2 separate regions of the Mus musculus genome follow, and region 1 is linked to region 2. Evidence: chromatin contacts called from public HiChIP or PLAC-seq data. All regions are on one chromosome and are shown on one strand. The core of a region is the stretch at or near the end of the contact, and the rest is flanking DNA. Distances in the headings are between cores, read along the strand shown.

Region 1 (5,907 bases), core at 1,469-3,968, 400 kb after region 2:
AGATTTTAAAATGAAAAGGAAAAACAAAATGTCAGACAGTCAAACTCTATACCCTCTGGGGATCCTGCAAGGAGAAGCTACAAATTTACCTGATGCTCTGAGCCACTGAAATAAAATTTTAGAAAACTGAGCTACAGAAAAACACTCTAATTTACTCTATCTATCTATCTATCTATCTATCTATCTATCTATCTATCTATCTATCTATCCATCCATCCATCCATCTATCTATCTATCTATCTATCTATCTATCTATCTATCTGAATGTCTTTTGAGTTTCCCTGTTGTTTACCTAAAGTTTTGGCCTAAGTGGCAGGGAGTCCTGGATCTGTCTTATCATAGTTTCCAATGATGTGACTTTGAGCTCATCAGTTTCCTCGTATGCGCACTAAGGATAAAAGAGGTACCTCTGACTCCACAGAAAAGTGAAATGCACACATGATAGTCTCATAGTCTACAGAAATTTTGTTGAGTACTGAAACAAAAAGTGTAGAAAGCATTTAGTACATATGGCTTCTGGCATGTGGTAACTGCTCATCAAATGTTTGTAAGAATTAATTTCTGTGTAATTTGCTATTCAATGGGGTCTCAGGTTGGGATCTGAATTAAGTCAGTTCTAGGATCCAGCTGTTAACTTTTTCCATTTATTTTAAAGATATATTTCTAATTCTGTGTGTGTATGTGGGTATGCACACATAATTGTCAGGCCTGTGGAGGCCAGACGATCTGGGTTCTCTACAGGTGGAGTTACACAAAGTTGTCAGCCACTCGATATGGGTGCTAGGAACAGAACTGATTCTCTGCAAGAGCAGGAAATACTCTTCTCAGGAAATACTATCTCTCAGACTATCTATCTATCTATCTATCTATTTATTTAATGGAAGCACACAGGTGTGTGTGTGTGTGTGTGTGTGTGTGTGTGTGTGTGTGTGTATGGAGACCAGAGGACAACTTGTGGGAGCTATTTTTCTCCTTTTTTTTTAAAAAAGATTTTTATTTATTTATATGTAAGTACACTGTAGCTGTCTTCAGACACTCCAGAGGGAGTCAGATGGTTGTGAACCTCCATGTGGTTGCTGGGATTTGAACTCTGTACCTTCGGAAGAGCAGTCGGGTGCTCTTGCCCACTGAGCCATCTCACCAGCCCCTATTTTTCTCCTTTTTACTATGAGGGCTGGGGAGACTGAACTCAGGTCTTCTGGCTTAGCACATTTACCTGCTGAGGCATCTTACTAGCTCCCAGGTCCAGTTTGTCAGCCAACGACTGTGTGGCATCTTGTCCCTTTCTGGACCTCTCCTTTAGTTCTAAAGTAATATACAGTAATAATATCCAGTTCGTTGGGTTGTTGTAAGCAAAATGACAATCACATCTTTTCCTATCAACTGACCACAAGCTGTCACAGGAAGTTTCAAAAGAAAATAAGCATGCGTTCTCTGCCACGAGCAAGGAAAACATCCAACAAAATCAAGGCAGTCATACACAATGAACTGCTGATGATATATGCAAATCAAAGCAGCTCTCTCATCCATGCCCATTTATATTTTTCCTAGGGTGGATGTGGAAGAATTTCCAATGAGAACCCTTTTTCTGGTATTTGCACAAGTCAGCAGCTCTCCAAAGCCCGAGTAAAATTCAGGCTGATTAAAGACCCTAAAAAACCTGCAAAAGTCACAAGGCATTCAGTGGTTCAGAAACTAGGATAAACCAAACCTCTTCAGCTTCTTCCAAGGACGGACATCTCAGACTCTCACCAGAGAGGTAAAGCAAGAGGATGAAATATCCTTCAAGTCCCCCGGACTGGGACAGAAACTGCAGCAAAAGCGCCTCTTCTCAGCACCTCGTTCTCCATCACCTCCTAGTGGAAGATTTTCCCCAAGTCTGGTTACTGACTCTGGGCTTCAGGCAGAGAAGGCGCCTCAGCAGCTAGCGGGGTGATCTCCAGTACTCACACAGTTAAACCTCTTCAGAGACGGGAGAAGGGAGCAGAAGCGGGGTGGGGGGTGGGGGGAGAAGAGAGAGGAGGGAGAGGGAGCAAAGAGCGGGGAAGGAGGGAGGAGAGCGGAGGGAGCACGGAGGAGGGAGCAAGGAGGACCCCGCCCACTGGCACAGAACTGCACCCCCCCCCCAACCCCCCGCCCGCCCCACGGTCGGCCCCGGGCCGCACCTGCCGCGCGCACACGCCCCCCGCGCGCCGAGCCTCCGAGCCGCCGCCGCCGCCGCCGCCCTCCGCACGCACCCGCCGCGGCTCGTCCGCACAGCCCAGCCTCGGCGCGGGCCGCAGCCACCCCAGCCGCGGGCCGCGGCCGTCGTCCCCGTGTAAGCCCCGAGCCCGCCGGGCGCGGAACCCAGGTGGATCCAGGCTGGGCGTTTGTACGCACGGGCCTCCGCTGCCGTGGTTCGATACCCTCTAGCTCTGGGGAGGACGCGCTCGACTCGCTCCCTCCTCATCAGCCTCAGAGCGCTCCTTGAGCTCCTCAGTGCCGGAGCATCCTCCCCGCTGCTCAGCATCCTCCTGTCAGCGCCGGAGCATCCTGCTCAGGGCTCGGCGTTCTCTGAGCTCAGCATCCTCCTTCCGTTCCTCGGCAGCGCCCGGGCCCGGTCCCCACCCGCTCGCACCCCACCCGCGGGAAGGAGGCCTCGGGAATGCAGGGGAGTGGCTGTGGGGGCGCGTCGCCGCTTGGCCAGCCCCTCTGCCCAAACACAGGCTGCTCCCCATTGTAGAAGCTGCGCGGAGAGAAGGAGGACGGCGTGCTGCTCCCTGCGCGGGGCTGCAGGGAATAAGCCCGGGCATCCTTATAGGGTGGGGCGGGGAGGGCCCTGGCTTTTGGGGAGTGGACCTGGAGCAGGGAAAGGACTCTGTAGCGGACTCGGTGAGAGACTATGGGGAAGGACCAGGAGCTGCTGGAAGCTGCTCGTACTGGCAATGTGGCTCTGGTGGAGAAACTCCTATCTGGCAGGAAAGGAGGGATCCTGGGTGGTGGATCCGGACCTCTGCCCCTGTCTAATCTGCTAAGGTAAGAACTGGCACTCACTGCGGGCTCGGGGTGGTGGTGGTGGTATGCACACCCCTCGTTAGCATTGTGATGGGTACGTTCTCTCCTCAGGGTATATTGCACCTGGAGGTGTCAGCGATTCATTCTTAAATTAGACAGGAAAACAGACCGTGTGTGTGAAGAGGAGGCAAGAGCCTCCCAGTTAGACCGATGCTTTAGACTCTTGGAGTAATTTTAAAATAGCTTTTCCATCAATGCGTCAATCAGCTACTTTTCTCTAAACCGTGGTGCAGAACTTGTACATGTACTGGTGTTGCTAGAAGGAAATCGGCATGCCTGGTACTGTTTGTGTTTGCAGCTGTGAAAGCCCACCCCCTACTATTTGGCTATTTAAATGAGAAGCTTGTTGGATGCTTGCAGTTATCCTGCGAAAGCCACCGACTCCCTGGATTGCTGCTTCCTTCTTGGGCAGAAAGCATCAGCAGTGGGTAACGATCCCACAAAAACAAAGCCAGGGAACCTTCTGAGATGTCAATCAGGAGTGTGTAAAACTTGATGAGGCAGGTTGGGCAGCTTTAGTTTACTTTCAGTTTCCCAGACACAGCTGAGGGAAACATCCGGCTTGGGAAAGCGTGTGTGGAATAAATACAGCAGAGGCCTTTTAATGTTAACATGTTGCAGGTGAGACGAATATTAGTTCTCAAAGGTTCTTTCTAAGGTGACATTAAAAAAAGTCAAAGTCTTTATTCACCATACTAGAGAGAGCTAGAGAGAGCAGGGTTTGTCTGCATGTTTGAGAAACTATTAAAAGTTGAATTGAACAAATGAAATCTCTTAGGAGGCAGGAAGCCTGAAGAGCACTCAATGAAATTCAAGGAAAGCTCTTTAGTTCTCAAGTCGTGATTGTTCAGTGTGTCTTGTGTATTTTTGGAGGCATCTATCATCATACATAACTCTATCTTAAAACATCTCTTAATGGCAACTTAATGATACTTGTAAAAAAAATTAAAAGCTGGAGTGGTTTTCTTGCTTAAAAATATTTTGTATTACTTTTTATAAAAAATAAAAATAATTACACTTACTTGGTGTGTGTGTGTGTGTGCGTGTGTGTGCACGCTGTGCATGCCATCTACCCCATTCAGAAAGCAGAGGGCAACTTGTGAGAGCCTGTTTTCTCCCTCTATCATGCAGATTCAGGAAGTGGTACTCAAGTTCTCAGGTTTGAGAGCAAGCAAGCATCTTTATCCACTCAACTAGTGCAAGGCTGTGACCCTTTAATACAGTTCCTCATGTTGTGGTGACTCCCAACCACAAAATTATTTTTGTTGCTACTTTATAACTGTCATTTTGCTACTGTTATGAATTGCAAGGTAAATATCTGTGTTTCCTGGTAGTCTTAGGTGATCCCTATGAAAGGGTCTTTTGACCCTCAAAGAGATTGCAAGCCCTGGGGTTGAGAACGGCTGCTCTGACCTTTTGTGCTGATGTCCTTATGTGTTTGATACAAACTTATGCATGAAAATATTGTGGCATGGACACAGGTTCTCATAGGTTGTGATCAGATGGTGCAATTAATTATAATACTGCCTCTAGGGGGGAAGAAAAAGGTTATATTACAGTGAAATGAACATACCTGAAAAAGGGCAAGATTTAAAGAGCCATGTACTATTACATATACTTGGTGACAGTGACACTATTGGAATAATATTTCATTGCAGAACAGTGGTTATGTATAGAAGCTCTGCCCCCAGTGGGTCTTAGAAAACATAACTCTTCCGCGTGCTGTCTTCCATTTTCAAACACAACTAGATAATATATGTATTTTAGACATCAGTTTTGGTATTTACCTGTAGATTATAGAAAAGTTTAGTTACAATTTTTAGTTAGAAGTGAACTAGTTGTATTTGCAACAGAATCAATGATTATAAAAATGATAATGGATGTATGCTAAAACAAGTTCCTCAAAGATTAAAAATTAATCATTTTGGAAAATAGAGAATTCATTAGCAATGAGAGGTTTAGTTAATATCACTGACACGAATTGAGACAAATGATATTTTTTTTGGATAGGCCTTTCTCAGTTGTTTTATCTTTGAAACAGAAGTAGTTGACAAGTTTTAGGGTTAAGGTGGCACATGCCTTTAATCCCAGCACTTGGGAGGCAGAGGCAGGCGGATCTGAGTTCAAGGCCAGTCGGGGCTATACAGAGAAATCCTGTCTCAAAAAACCAAAAGAAGAAGAAGAAGAAAAAAGACATCAAGTATTTAATGTTAGTAAATATTTAAGCCATGAAAGCATGGGCCACAGTGTTCTTCTGCAATGAGTTTCTTTATTACTGGCTGTGTTGAATGGCCCTGGTAGTTCTACAGGAGCCTACATGGAAAACGATGTATTCACGAGGGCAGTTTGAGTCAACTGCTGCAAAAATCACAGAGATCACCAGTACCTTTCAGGCTTGCATTTACTTATCTCACACTGACTTAACCACTATAACATGTCTTGGAAGAAAATAGTTACTGGAATGGTGTTCAGGTGATCTTTTGAATAAAATATTTCTTTTTTTTTTAAATTTTTTATTAGGTATTTAGTTCATTTACATTTCCAATGCTATACCAAAAGTCCCCCATACCCACCCACCCCCACTCCCCTACCCACCCACTCCCCCTTTTTGGCCCTGGCGTTCCCCTGTACTGGGGCATATAAATTTTGCGTGTCCAATGGGCCTCTCTTTCCAGTGATGGCCGACTAGGCCATCTTTTGATACATATGCAGCTAGAGTCAAGAGCTCTGGGGTACTGGTTAGTTCATAATGTTGTTCCACCTATAGGGTTGCAGATCCCTTTAGCTCCTTGGGTACTTTCTCTAGCTCCTCCATTGGGAGCCCTGTGATCCATCCATTAGGTGACTGTGAGC
Region 2 (5,913 bases), core at 2,430-4,929:
TGACCTATCTGTTCAGAAGATCATTAAGGTTCCCCACAGTACTTACTGGAATTAAGGATATTTCTTACATTCAGTGTCCTTAGTAATCTAGTACAGCTTCATAAATAATACTTTCTAATCACCAGGGTACTTGTGGGTATGGGACATGGATGCCATATTGTTAAAACCATATCTTTTGCATTTTTGGTACCTACATATGGCAGCCTTAGACTTTCCTGCTAGAAACATTCCTATCCATCCTTCAGGATTCACCTGTCCAGTGCCTATCAAATACGCTTGCACAGGAATGTGAGCACTCCTCCATGCTCCAGTTTGCACAGTGTTCCTTTCTAATGCTCTTCCACCTTCTATACCAGTCTGCGGTTCCCGAAGGACAAAGGCCAGGCAGTGTGAGTCCATACCCTTGACAACTGAACAGTTTCAGGTGCAGGACAACCCCAGTATTCAACATGTATCTGTCTAGAGACAACTGAATAACTGCACAGAAAGACCTCCACAAGATGCCACATCACTCTACATTTCTACAACATTTGCTGCAGGAGGTTCACACAGACAACGCTGTTAATTGGCCTCAGTGCTCAGCATCCCCCTACAGCAGAGTTCCTAAATCTAGGCATGACTGAAATCTGCAACTATGTAAATTGTTTGCTAATGATATAGCTTCTGCCCACCAGATGCAAGGAGTGTCCCCTCCCTGCAATGTGACAATCAGAAATATCTCTAGATGCTGCCAACATCCAAGGGATGAAGTAGATCAGCCGAGGTTGGAGACCATGGTGCTATAACATAGTCAGCACTTTACCCCGAGTACATCGTGTGCTTATAAAAGCCACCTTTCCCAACAAAGTCATTAGTTAAGAAGAAGGAGGCATGCTGGAATTTTGAGGAAGGAGGAAACACAGGGTGATGATTTCGCATAAGACGATGAGTAGCTGGGAAAGAGTGGCAAACTGAGAGTCCCCTGCTGCACTTGGAATGTGTGAGCCAACCATGCTGTCTTAGTCCTCCAGTTAAAGCAAGTGGTGAATTGAACTCAGTCAGCTAAGCAATTTTCCCTGGCAAGGCAAAAAGCAAACACCTGTAGCTTGATATAGCTTAGCATACCCAAAGGTCCTGGATTTAGCTCCCAGCAAAGCAGTCAGCGAGCAAGATGACTCACAGGTTGAAAAGAAGCACTCAGAAGCAGAGGCGGGAGGATGACAAGTTCAAAGCCATCTTCTTCCCTACAGTGAATTCAAGGCAAGCCTGAGCTGTATGAGAACCTGTCTCAAAACAGCTTGCCTGGAAGAAGCAAGAGTTGAGTGTGTCTGGCAAATGATCCTAGAAAGGACCATATTGATGGAGCAGACACCTGAAACTAAGTACTGAGGGAAACGAAGCTGGGCAAAAACATAGCACAGTAGTGTTAGGATAGTAGATGACTCAGTACGTAGAGTGCATGCCATGCAAGTCTAACCACTTCAGTTTGGATTCCCTAAGCCCACCACACACAGTAGCACAAGCTACTTTAATCTTCCCACACACTTACTGAGGGATAGGAGTCAGAGGCAGAAGAGTTGCTGGAAGCTTGCAGAGTGGCCAGCCTGGTGCAGCATTGCATAAAAGAGATTGCCTCAAACAAGCTCAAAGGTGAGGACCAACACTCAAGACTGTCCTTTCAACAACACAGGCCCGCCATGATGCATGTCCCCACTCGCACACAGACATATATATATACACATAGAGGACAGAAGGAGCTCAAGCCAGTGTATGGAAGACTGGGGGGTGACAGCTTGGTGGGTGAAGAGACGCTGGAATCGGAGTTGATAAAGCAAGTGAGCAGGAAGGTAAGATGGTTGTCTTCCATCACGGCTCGTCAAAAACCTAGGCACTTCAGCTTTTAGAGAATATGTATTGGTATTAATAGGTATGTGTTTGGTACAGGTTTAATAAAAATCCATCTCCAAGTATTACAAACAAATTATATATATATATATATATATATGTACATATATATATATATATATAAACAACTTATGTGTGTAGATCTATATAAAACAACAATATATATATCAAGTTGTAGAACATGAAGATGCCCCACTCAGATCTCCCTTTACAAGAGTCCATGGCAGCCTGACAGCTGCTCCCTTGTGACTGTTAACAAGGATTGTCAGCTGCAATCCAGCTGCAGGCTGATCACAGACAGCAATGCCTCTGTGGGCCTGTTCAGTGGGCATCTCTAACCTCATTCTTCTCTTTACCCTAGCTTAGACCTCCTCAGCCCTGTGCTCTGAGTCTCTCCCTAGTCAAGCCTTCTTTTCCTTCCCACAGGCATCAGATCAATGAAGTAGGGGGAAGGCTCTCTCTCACTGGACCTGCTTCCTCCCCTTCTATTTTTCAGAGATTCTCATAGATTAATCCTTTGCATATTTAATTTAATCCTGTCATTTGCTTTTACCAACTCCCAAAGCTTATACAACTAGAGTAAAGCCCTGTAATAGATCATGCAAAAATTACTTTTATAACATGGAGGATGTTCCTCTTAGAAATCCAGTAGTGGGGGGAAAGAGATAGAGATATATAGAAAGAGACAGAGATTAGAATATCTGAGTAATTAATTCCCCTTCAGATCTCTACTCATCAAAATATTTTAATTTCTATAGCAACTATGCTATGTGTCACCTGAATGAACTTTAGACAGCTCATCTTGAAAGGAGAGAGTGCCACAGCAGAGTCCCCATGTCAGCACTGTCTGTGCACTCAGCTTACACACAGATCCCAAACAGATGCCTGATCCTTGGGACTAACAGCTTCCAGAAGGACTGGGAAAAGAAGACTTCCCAGCACTTAGTTTTCAGGGAGGGAGAAACTAAGAATTCTGATACCTGGGAAGATCCTTCGGTGCCAGTCTGGCATGGCAGTGGAAGGGACACTGTGACACAGTTGCTGTCCCTAGAGCAGGGCAAATAGGATGTGGCCCTCCATAAGTGCTGTGCACGTAGGGCTTGTTTGCATAATAATGTACATATTTTGCTTCATTTGTTCCTTCTTGGGAGAATGTTTTCCCTTCCAAGGTTAATACTGCATAATAATCAGAAACAGCCCGAGTCTGGGAAGCAAGAATGCATCTGATGTTCCTCAGCAAATACTGTGACCTTCAGGATAGCCCTTAAGGCTGTGGGAAAGAACTCTGAAAACACGAGTTCAAGAATTTCTCAACTATGAAAAATATAAGGATGCAATATGAATTGTGTGAGGGCCTTCATAGACCAAAACCAAATCAAACCAATCAAACAAACAAACAATAAAAAAATAAACAGAGGCATCTGCACTAGTGAGTCAATAAAGGGAAAGGAATAGAAAAACAAACAAACAAACAAACAAACAAACAAAACCAAGGCTTATGGTTTAAATAATATAGGAGCACCAGGAAGTGAGGGAGTGGTCGTCCTAGGTCAGGAATCCCACTCAACCAAGCTTACTGTTTGTGTTTACAAAGGCAGGTAGATTTCTGAGTGCAAGGCCAGCCTGGGACAGATGGAGTTTAGGTCCTGAAGTGGTGGAAGTTGTGATCTCAGGGCAGGATCCCATCCAGCTAAGCTTACTGGTTGTGTTTACAAAGGCAGACAGACCTCTGAGCTCAAGGTTTGTCTACAGAGCAAGTTCAAGGACAGCCTAACTTAGGCAATGAAGAAGTTGGAAAACAGAAAGTTTCTCACATAATAACGTCTATGTCTGGATTTGGCAACCACAAGCCTATGCCCAGTGAACCGCAGGACTTGCTAAGTTTAAAAAAAAAAAATGTGCTTGCTGTCTTTTTCTAAGAATCCAGGGACTAAGGTCACAAAATGCTGATTCATGGGATAATCAAAAGGGAACTTGGAGTAAATGATTGAATTGTTATGCAAATAAAAGACTGGGCTTTGGTCTGCATGAGCAGAGCTATTCAGAGAGCTAACAGGTTTTCTGACTTCAGTTGGGCAATCCAGGAGCTATCTAGAAAGCTATCTCAAGCAGAAGACAAAGCTAGCAGCTTGCACGCATCACTGATTTCGAGTCACATCTTCTGCTGCTCCCATTCACCCCTTTCTCAGGACCCTCTCCCAAGCCAAGGCGGATTCTCGGCAGCCCAGGGAAGCAAGTGGCAGATAAGCAGCTGAAAGCAAACCTCCACCTATTTGTCCATTCTTTCTCTCAGTCATTCTCCAGATGTTTCTTAAGCAATTAAGCTTCTACACCAAGTAGCATGTGCTAGGATCGCTTACACACACACACACACACACACACACACACACACACACACACATGCCCCCCAACACACACACACAGAGAGAGAGAGAGAGAGAGAGAGAGAGAGAGAGAGAGAGAGAGAGAGCTTAATATAAGGTCCCAATCCAATCCATGTGAAAAATAAAATCTACCACCTGACATTTATCTGGTAGATTTTTATTGCCTTGTTGCCTACCTGTTCTGGGCCAGAATTAATAATTTAAAAATGTAGACTATAATCCATACTTCTTGACAACACAATGCCTTTCAGAGAGTGAAAGTCTGAGACAACAGCCTTAGATCCTTCAACCATCCCCCACTTCCCCCAGAGACAGGGATCACACCTTTGAAATTCCCTTATCTCCCTGTAGGAGTTTTCCACTCTGTTTTATCCTAAGGAGACTTGCAAAGATGTATTTTCATATTTCCCTCTTCTGTTCAAAAACCTTTAGCATCTCAATATTACGTAGAAAATAACAAAATTCAAGGCTCTTAACCATCTCGTCTCCATTCCCCTTCTTGTAAGCCTAAATCTATTAACCACAGCTTCACTTGCCCAAGATGTCTGGCCACACTGGCCCTTCGGTCCTACAACTGCACCCCATGCCTCCAGATGCAGTACCATTCAGGGCCTGGTTCAAATGCTAACACAACCTCTCCAGGCAAGGTGCTTCCCAACTAGAGGTCACCTCTCAGCTAGCTCTGCTCTTGGGCTTTTTACTGGGCTTCGTCTTAGTTGTACAGCTTTCTCTTTCTTTACAAGACCTTTGATTTTTACAAAGGAGGCAGTTTGATTAATCTCTTCACCATGGCACTTCCCCTCTAAATCCTCATTAAACGAATGAACCGGTGGCTGCATAAGAACAGTGTACCTTCTACAAGTATGCACTGTTAAACTCTGCTAATGATGGCAACTATACTTTAGGGTTTGGGGAAATGTATACAGGGGTCTTGAAGATAGCTGTCAATTTTTAACTAAGAAAACATTATGACTATAAGGTAGTTTAAAAAGATAATCTCTAATGTGTATGCTTGTATGTGTGTGTGTGTGTGTGTGTGTGTGTGTGTGTGTGTGTGTGTGTGCATAATACAAATACATACCTCCTTCTGATTGCTGTTCTAGAATGCTGGTTTTAGAAGTCTAACCTTGTTCCAATTAGTCACAGAATAAGATCTTTAGAGGAGGTTATCTCTCCAACTCCATTCCCCAACCCACCCATAAGCTCATAGTGAAATAAAAACACCTTATTTTAAGGATTCCCACAAGAAAAACTTGCACAGAATTTATGGAAGTCCATCCCAGCGTCTCTTGGCATTTTCTGCCAGAGTATCACTCCATAACAAGTTAAGCTGAATTATGTGTGGTATGATTTCACGTTGTCTCTTAAGGGGTAGTGTATTATATTGATTTAAATGTATGGCTTCTAGCTGGGGATAGGGGCTTTAGCTCAGTAGAAGGCCAAATGCTCAATCCATGAGATGCTCCATTTAGTTCCAGTCATTGCAAAGTAAATAAAGTGAAGAAGACATATGGCTTCTGAGATCAGAATTTCTGTTTGTCTCTGGAGACCTGAGCTTTCTCTCTTGGCTTCCTCATCTTTAACGTAGGGGTGATAATAGAACTCATCTCATAGGGTGATTTCAGACTTTGACTAAACTGTATGT

What was found. HiChIP or PLAC-seq counts read pairs in DNA pulled down with a chosen protein or histone mark.
Region 1: a contact with region 2 is called in an H3K27ac HiChIP or PLAC-seq map of embryonic stem cells, with 5 times the contacts expected there. The contact joins the promoter of Anks1b here to the enhancer-like site in region 2. A contact is called at or near these places in 6 of 39 promoter capture datasets (the 3T3-L1 cell line, the HPC-7 cell line, embryonic stem cells and 2 more), 1 of 15 datasets of contacts at CTCF or cohesin (large pre-B cells), 1 of 484 Hi-C or Micro-C datasets (embryonic stem cells), 4 of 115 datasets of contacts at active chromatin or transcription factors (embryonic stem cells, large pre-B cells and stem cell-derived neural progenitor cells) and 1 of 9 other capture datasets (embryonic stem cells).

What each region holds. Positions count from the first base shown.
Region 1 is chr10:89,870,791-89,876,697 of GRCm38.p6, forward strand. Anks1b (ankyrin repeat and sterile alpha motif domain containing 1B) reads left to right here and starts at 2,719. Exons shown (of 27, transcript NM_001359241.1): 1 at 2,719-3,015. The coding sequence starts at 2,882.
Region 2 is chr10:89,467,217-89,473,129 of GRCm38.p6, forward strand. The region is part of intron 7 of Nr1h4 (nuclear receptor subfamily 1, group H, member 4); the gene reads right to left. Among named protein-coding and RNA genes, the nearest start is that of Gas2l3, 26 kb to the left of the region's middle. Within about 2 kb of position 3,680, at least 14 of the 459 cell types and tissues checked have an H3K27ac peak or open chromatin away from gene starts, as enhancers often do. A contact at or near this core is called in embryonic stem cells, where this site is marked.